Regions from separate parts of the Zea mays genome. Here region 1 is linked to region 2. Evidence: chromatin contacts called from public Hi-C data. All regions are on one chromosome and are shown on one strand. Each heading gives the region's core, a stretch centred on a gene start, on an enhancer-like site or on the middle of the called end of the contact. The rest is flanking DNA. Distances are from core to core; before and after follow the strand shown.

What was found. Hi-C and Micro-C count contacts between places; a contact is called where the count stands out from the background.
Region 1: a contact with region 2 is called in a Hi-C map of bundle sheath, with 3 times the contacts expected there. The contact joins the promoter of LOC100193477 here to the promoter of LOC100274235 in region 2. A contact is called at or near these places in 7 of 25 Hi-C or Micro-C datasets (bundle sheath, ear, leaf and 3 more).

What each region holds. Positions count from the first base shown.
Region 1 is chr2:224,397,554-224,401,759 of Zm-B73-REFERENCE-NAM-5.0, reverse strand. LOC100193477 (putative TCP-1/cpn60 chaperonin family protein) reads right to left here and starts at 2,743. Exons shown (of 15, transcript NM_001254862.2): 1 at 2,481-2,743; 2 at 1,919-1,982; 3 at 1,701-1,836; 4 at 800-951; 5 at 672-719; 6 at 492-584; 7 at 240-346; 8 at 1-55. The coding sequence starts at 2,614.
Region 2 is chr2:224,105,425-224,109,607 of Zm-B73-REFERENCE-NAM-5.0, reverse strand. It overlaps LOC100274235, which reads right to left and starts at 2,464. Exons shown (of 5, transcript NM_001148605.1): 1 at 2,309-2,464; 2 at 1,293-1,343; 3 at 980-1,226; 4 at 821-898; 5 at 1-642. The coding sequence starts at 2,370. The coding sequence ends at 367.

The sequences.
Region 1 (4,206 bases), core at 1,494-3,993, 290 kb before region 2:
AACCATTTTCTCTCTTTGTTCTGCGTTTGAGTAAAAAAATCCTGCATTGATTTCACTGAGAAGTATACATGTCAGTAAATCAGTTGGCTTCAACACTATGTGAAAAACAGGAAAAAAAATATAAGCATCTTGAACCCAATTTACTGATTACAGTTTGTATCAAAGCAGAGAAGAAATTTAACTAATTAAGCAATACTAAGACAAAAACAGTAAAAAAACAATCATGTACTGGTATGCACCTTTTCTCATATTCTAATGAGACATTGCAGGTCAAGATGTAACAATTCTCTGCCCTGCGCTTCATGTCAGGGTGACGAGAACCGTGGTCCAGGACCAGACCCTCAACCTACAAGAATAGCATGGCACATTTGTAAAAGTTATGACATCCCTCTATATACCATTATCAAGTTACATTGCTATGTTAACACAACGCCATTCTTTAAAAAGGCTATGAAATTTAGCACAATGTCGTATAAAAAAAGAATATGTACCAGACGGGTGTCAACATCAAATTTGTGGCGCATGTGCATTATTTCCACCATAAATAGATCAATTGGTTCATCTGGTTTGCGAATGCACAGAACCTATAACAGCAGAAAATTCAAATATGCTTCAAAATGGACAGGTATAGAAACTTTTCTCAGAAAAACGACAAGAGAAATCAAACATACTGCATTCACAACAATATCAGTCAACTGATCAGCCAACCCTTCATACAACTGCAACAAAGCGAGTCCATGTAAAACATGTGGCACACAGGTAAATTTCTTATGACACGGCAGATGAAAGACTGTAGTACCTTTGTCCTAAGTGTTGTTCTTGCTACCATTTTTAAGGTATCTCTGTCAGGTTCTTCACCAGTAACGACTGGCGTCTTGAACTTATCGAGAAAATCAAGACACGCTCTCTTAGCAACATCAAAACCATCAACCAAGAATCTTGGATGAGTTCCTACAAACAATTATAGAAAATAGCTTATTTCAAGAAAGGCTTCATCCAAAAAGACAGCTCTCCTAGTACAAGATAGTAGAACCTTGGCATTCTAGAATATTATTTTTTGCTAACTAATGTAATAACATCCATGTAAGCCTGGTATACATATTACTCATGTTCCCTAAACACAATGAGCTGCACAAGAACTTCCCAGCATACCTTCAGGTTTACAAGAAAAAAAAAGAATGCTTAATCAAGATTGTGTTTGTGTTGCTCTCTAACTTTAAACATGGAAATTGACTGCCATCTGAGTTCAAACAACGTCAAAATAATATTAATTGGGTGTCATGAATCATCACATAAATCATGTGATATCCCTAAACCATTAGCAATGCTTCACCCAGAAAGGATATTTCTTTTATATCTGATGAGATAAAGATAAAGATTCAAACTGCAGACCCGTTCTTAGAACAAAATGCCGCGTCAATTCAGGAACTCCAAACCACAATCTACAGTAAAATAATATCCAGAAAGGTTAACATCAAGTAAAAATTCTTACCAACAAATGGCAGCTACACCTGACATAATTGTATAGTGTAACTAGGAAAATCACCTTATATAGGTATAAATATGGTTGTACATTAATTTCCTAAATGCCAACATGATATCTCAAACACAGTAAAAGAAGTTTCAAAAACCACAAAATGAAATCAATACACCAACCCAGAGAAGATTAGACAAGTTCCCAGAACAAACCAACAACATACCTTCATCGATGCACCGCTCAGACTGCTTCATTAGCTCCCCGATAAATAGCACAGTGGAGGTTGTGCCATCACCACTTGTGTCATCCTGTGCCACAGCCGTCCTCGCAATCATGATTGCAGTTGGGTTCTGAATTTGCTGCAAATTAAAAAAAAACACCACCAAGTACATAAATCATCAGGATGTCAATAGAATGTTTCTGTGAAAGATGAAGTCATACCATTTCCTTCAAGAGGGTGTTCCCATCCTTCGTCAGCTTCAGGTCACCAGCTCCACCCACAAGCCTGAGCAGCACAAACCAAACGCCAGCAAATTCTAATGAGCAGCCCATAACAAATTTTGCACCTTTTGTATTCAATTAGGTAACTGCCAGAAGTGCAACATCTCATCGGAAAACCTAAGGCAATCAGATTACTTTTTCGCTATAAATCTGAACAACTGAAACGAGCAAGTGGCCAATTTGTTACAAATAAGCAAATACACTGCCAAATGGAGATCCAAGCAGAAATCGCCACGCGCAATTTCATACATGAATTAGATCACGCGGAGCCAACCAAACGAGAAACAGAAAACAAAGGGGAGACCATGCCTCTCAAACCTACAAGTGAACAACTACACCACCACGAAACCTAGACCCATAGTGCCGCACAAAAAATATAGGATCAAACCCTACGGGCCATCGAAAATCTAGCAGAAGGTGATCTGGCGATAACGCACAAACTAAAGAGCTACGCGAGCTGGGGCGGCGCGAGAAGAGGGAAGAGGAGGGACAGGAAGGTTACATCTTGATGGTGCCCTTGGGGCCGAGGTTGGTCTTGAGCACGTCCTGGAGGCCCTTGGCGGCGTTGATGTTCATGTGCAGCGCTGCCGACTTGTTGAGCACCTCGGCGTTAGGGTTCAGCACGCGGAGCGACATGGCTGCTGCCTTTGCTCGCTTGCTCCACCCGGAGATCTCGAAAGCGGCGGCGGCGAAGTGATCTCGACCAAGCAGGAGCGGAGCGGGAGCAGTAGGGTTTTGGGCGAGTGCGGGTTGTGATTTGCTCTTCTCTCTTCTGGAGATGTCGAGACGACGCTTTGTTGATGGGCCGTGGTCTGTTGGGCCTAGGCCCAGAGCTTCGGTTGCGCGAAAAAGTGGGCTGGTGTCATGGGCTGTTTCAGGTTTGAGATATGAGCCAACAAATACTCTCTCCATCTTATAAAATAAGGCGGACATGTTTCTAGAAATGTAAACGTTTTAAAATTTTAACTAATAATTCATTAAAAATATATTATATTCGTTCTTGGATATTTGTTTTCATTAGTTTATTTTTGAACTAAAACTCGGTAAATAAAAAATTGGAGTGGGTATATTTTTAGTGTATGCATGTTATATACTTGAACTTATATTTAAAATACTTTAATATAATGCTCAATTTGTATTTGTCGATTTCATATTTTTAAAGAAATTAATGATAAAAGTTTCACTTTAAGGAAAAAATATACATATTATTTTAGTGTATGAAGGGAGTATTTTGCATTATCTCGTCGTACTTATCCTCACAAAACTGAGAATGGGTTACTTTGTTACTCCACTAGTTCCCCAGTGTTCTCCTCTGTTTTTAGTAGTAAAAGTCATCATTCTTCCTTCAAATAAAGGGGAGTTGGATCTCCCCAAATACGGAGGACCCCATAATAACTATCAGATGGATTTGTAATGTAATCTTTATCCAACAGATCAAATAATATGATATCTTAGCCTCACTGAATGGTGATATCCTGATCCAAGGCTTAATATAATTAATAGAATATTCATATTAATAAGGTGGGATGTCTATCTCGAAGGAAGCTCCAAGTTAAGCGTGTTTGTCTTGGAGTAATTTAGGATAGGTGATCGTTCGAAAAGTTTTCTCGAGTGCGTACGAATGAGGTCAAAGTACGCACAAAAACATGTGTTGGTTTGTGGGACAATATACGCGTGATTAGATGTCTGCTCCGCGGCTGTACCGCATTCGTGGAACAGTAAAGCGCATGATGTTTGGTTCATTGTTCCACCCATACAGGCTGCACGCCTGCACATATGCAAATTTAGGTCCCATGCAGGCTAAGCGGGCACACGACGAAGGGCGAGCACGTCCTGGGTGGACGCACGCAGTGGCATAGAAATCGAGATGGCTTTTTAATTTAACTTGTTTTTATATCTTCTAATTAAATGATTTAATCACCGAACTAATTTTATATTTATGTTTATAAGATTTTTATAAGCAAAACTAGACTACTCATGCTATGTAATATTTAAAGTTTATTTATACTCTCTCATACGCTTGTTGATGCAGACAACCAAACAGATTTCATATCCGTCCTGAATGTATCGATACAAACAACCAAACAAAAGTCTATGTACGAATGTAGCCTGTCCACAAGGAGTCTAGCTCCTCACGTACAAACCATACTACCACGGTGCAACAACCAATCACACTCTATATGATCCCAGAGCTGACATGAGTACGTATCACCAGTCTGGGAGTGAAC
Region 2 (4,183 bases), core at 1,215-3,714:
CACCAGACGTTCACCATTTCTGTCTGATCAAAATAGCACCCAGTTGGTCCATCATCGGGGAGGAGAGCTAGCATGACTGGCCCTCTCGCACCTTGTTCAGGCGTCAGGACCCCCAGATTCCAGTTGATGTCCGTCTTGACAAAGCCAGGTCGCACACAGTTGATGCGCATCTCCGGATACCTCCTTGCCATGATCCTGGTGTACAGATTGATGACCATTTTCGATACGCTGTAGGCTGGTAGCATCACGGGCCACCCAGCCTCTTCCAGCCGCCCGCTCCTCAGGTCCTCCAAGAATGTGTCGAGCACTGCTTCTATCCGGTCCTCGTCCCAGATGTCAATGTTGCTCAAATCGTTTCGCAGCTTCTCATTTGGCATTCTCTGGCAACAATATAATCAGGGTGAGTAACATAGATATCTTCTCTGTTCGTGCAGGAATGCAGGAGCTCCACACCTTCAGCTCCGACGCAAGTGAGGAGGCATTGACAATCCTTGCTCCTCCTGATGTAGATAGCTTCAGAAGTGGAAGAAGAGCTTCTGTTACCCGTTTGCATCCATAGTAATTGGTATTCAGACAGTTGAATGCCTCATCATTGGTATTCTGGAATACTTCTTTCAGAAGATTAGCTGCCCTGCCAGATGTCTGAAACACAAACATTTATCACTGGCTGTGGTACCAATAACAGGGAAAAGCACGAAGTAATTAAATCATCATATACTGAGATTCTTCTCACTCCAAGAGACTACAGGTGCATTCTGAACACAAAGTAAACATCATGCATGAATAGATAAGCTGCCAAAAGCTAGAATAATATAATTACCCATGTCTCTGCATCAATGTTAAGAGCTTTCAGGCCTTCCTCATCTGCTACAATTCCTGAAATAGCTGCATTGTTCACCTGTAACACCCACCATACCATCAATTAGGTGTACTAAAGACACAAAGTACTAAAAACAGGAGTAGAGCACGATTTAATTACCAAGATGTCGAGCTTCCCATATCTTCTTTCTACATACCGGGCCAATGTGGTGGCACTATCATCATCTCTGACATCGAGCTGATGGAATATGATATTTGGGAGTTGGCATTCACGGCGAAGGGTCTCGGCAGCATCTTTTCCTCGTTTCTCATCCCTTGCTGTAAGGATAACTGTCACACCCTTGAGAGCAAGCTGGCGGCATACTTCTAGGCCAACTCCTTTGTTTCCTCCTGTGACCACCGCAAGTCTGATGCACTGGCCAATATTAGCATTCATGAAAGAACGACATGGCTCTGGAAGAGGATCGAATCACCTTTCAGGAATCGCTTCAGCAGAGCCATGATGCCTCGCTGCGTCGTCAAGCCTGTGGTTGAACATGATTCTTGTTACTGCATCAGATCAATGAAGCGGCAAAAAATAAAAAAACTAGAGGCTGGAGAATGGAGAATAAGCAAGACAATCATGTCCCTTCAAAAGCATCAAATAAAACAGTAAAAACAACAATGTAAGTCTCTAAATTCAACTTTTCATATTTGTATTTAGTGGATGATTTTAACTTAATCCTTGAACTTAGGCCTTACCGTTTTACTTAGGGTCTATTTAGTTCGCTGCCTAGCTTGCCATACTTTGCCTAACCTAGTCAAAGTGTCACAGTTAGTTACGAACCAAACAGTCCCTTAGTGCATCTATAACGAATCTTGGTGCAATTTCTACAGTTGTTACAGAATTGCTAAAATAAATCTACCAAATTCTGTATGAAAAATTTTGAACAGCATACCCTAAAATAAATCCTAGATCTGCTACTAGCCCCAAAATTGCCACAATGTTACATGTATCCTTCTCTCTGGTTTCTCCATCATCTAAAAAAGGTTTTGTTTCAGGAAACAAGGATGTGACTCAAATTTTGCTCTTGGGGTTGGTTCTTAGTCTCAGTCTGTGTATTCGCTTCTTCTTTATTAATAAATGACCAGCTAATTCTTGCCGGTTGCTTTTCGAAAGAAAGAAAAAAAGATGCGACTCAAAATGCATCGTTTTCATTAAGAGATATACAGCTGAATCGGCACCGCAGATTGCTATAAAGCTGCTTTTGGTTGACCATTGTTTCAGATCATAGAAAGACCTTTCTTTCTTTCTTTCTTTCGCACGTAGCTACGTATACTACTAGCAATGCACAATAGTAAGACTAAAAAGAGTGAGGCGTCGAACACGGGGCTGGAACAGGCTTGTTCTGCTCGTCGATTCTTCAACCACTCCTGTCATGTACAGCTACCGCATGAACAGACGCAGTATTTAACAGCGCAGGCGGAGGAAGCAGAGGGGGGCTACAACCTGTTCGGAGACGATTCCTGCTCTTGCGTCGCGCCGGCGGCAACGTGCGCAGCTTTCTCCATGAGGTGGGAGTTGCTGTGGGGGTGAGGAGGAGTGGAGTTCCGATGAGGTTGAGCGGCGGCGGACAGGACAGTGCAGGAAAGATTCGTTGACCAGTGGTGGGGCGGAGTGGAATGGGTAGGTGAGCGTAGTCGCGATTGTATAGTGGAGTGGGGCCCAGAAGTCGCCACTGCACTGCTCGCTGTTCCAGCTGGCTGCACCTTGTTTACGTCTCCGTTAAATCTACGTTTTGTGCTATATATTATACTCTTTATAAAGTAAAGTTTAAAATATAGAATGAAATAGTATATATCCAACATGTGAAGTTTGAGTACCCAACAGTGATGAAACAAACATCTCTTTGAGGAGCCACCAGCAATCCAGCATCGCCGTGAAGATTGAGGCGAGGGCTATCAGGCTGTGTGCCTGGCTTGGGTGCTCCTGGGCCTGGCGGCGTGAGGAGCCAGCGCACGGGCGAGATCAAGCGAGGAAGGTGCACACTTGGGCTGGGCTAAAATGGGATTGCGAGCTAGTGGGTTAAAATTTCGGTTTAAATCGAACACTGGACTAAATTTTGGTTTCTCAAAAATTGTAACCAAAGAATTCTAATGTTTGATCGATTTTCGGGGTTTTTTTTTGCCCAGGCCTATTTGTTAAGTGTGTTGCATTCTATTACAAGGCGCGGGTATTTATAGGAATAGTCAGGGTTGGTAGACCCAAGTACGAATATACCTCCGACTACCGGCTATATTTCTTACGTGTACAATACAGCAGGGTAATTAAAGGTATGTAAACATGAGTTCCCCTATTACACCTGAATTAATACCCATGTGTAGTCGCTGGCAGGTGGTTCTAGGGTGATCGAGCACCGTTCCGATGTAGTCGAACGGTGCGAGGGTTCGGCACCTGTCTCCTTTCCCGTGGATGAAGACATGGGCCCTTCGCATCCTTTGTTGGCCTGTCGGGGTCGACCGCCTTCGCCATTGCTGAGTCACGAGCAAGTGTTTTTTTAACGAATCGTTTAGCAAAATGGCTCCTCTTGACGTGATAGAAGGGGAGTGATAGGAGGATCTGTTAGAAGCTATTTTTTGGCTTTGACTCCTCTTTAAAAATGGCTCCGGCTCCTCAGTATTCTTTGTTGTGAACTCCTTTTTTAGACTGTTTGTCTGTTTGAGAGAGCTCATCCAAGAGCTATAGCCGGTTTGGGAGTCCTCCCAACAGATCCTTAGTATGGTTTTTTTTTATCACCAATTGATATCCATTGGAGCATCTCCTGTGTATGTGGACGTGCAAAACACTATTTTGTGCTATATAGATTGTATTGTGTATAGAGTGAAGTTTGAAATAGGGTTTGGGATACGAAGACTGCTAGAGATAGATAGGCTTATGATTGGTTCTTGTTCCAACCGTTATACTTTAGTATCGGTTTTTGCCAATAATTGGTATTCACATTTCGAAGTTTCAGCATAGATTGGTGTGTTATACTACTCTCATCCTCATTAGTCTATAGTTCTACCTTGGATAGCACTTACACTACTGCATGTCGAGGCATGCAGAATCGATTGCAGATGCAATGCACTGGGAGCTCTGAACGGTAAAACAAAAGCAAGAGGCAAAAGGGTCCGCGCTCCCTCCGGCCGACCGGATATGATCCTCGCGTGTCTGACGCCCAGGGAGCACGTCCCTGTCACCGCCACTTCCTCCACCGCCCAGGGAGCCCAATCCCATCCTAGCTAGTAGCTACACGTGCTCGCCCCCACACCCGGCCCGGCCGGCGTTCACTGAACCTGTGATCGAGAGCAAGAAGGCGAAGACGGCGCGTGCTGTTCTTGTTCT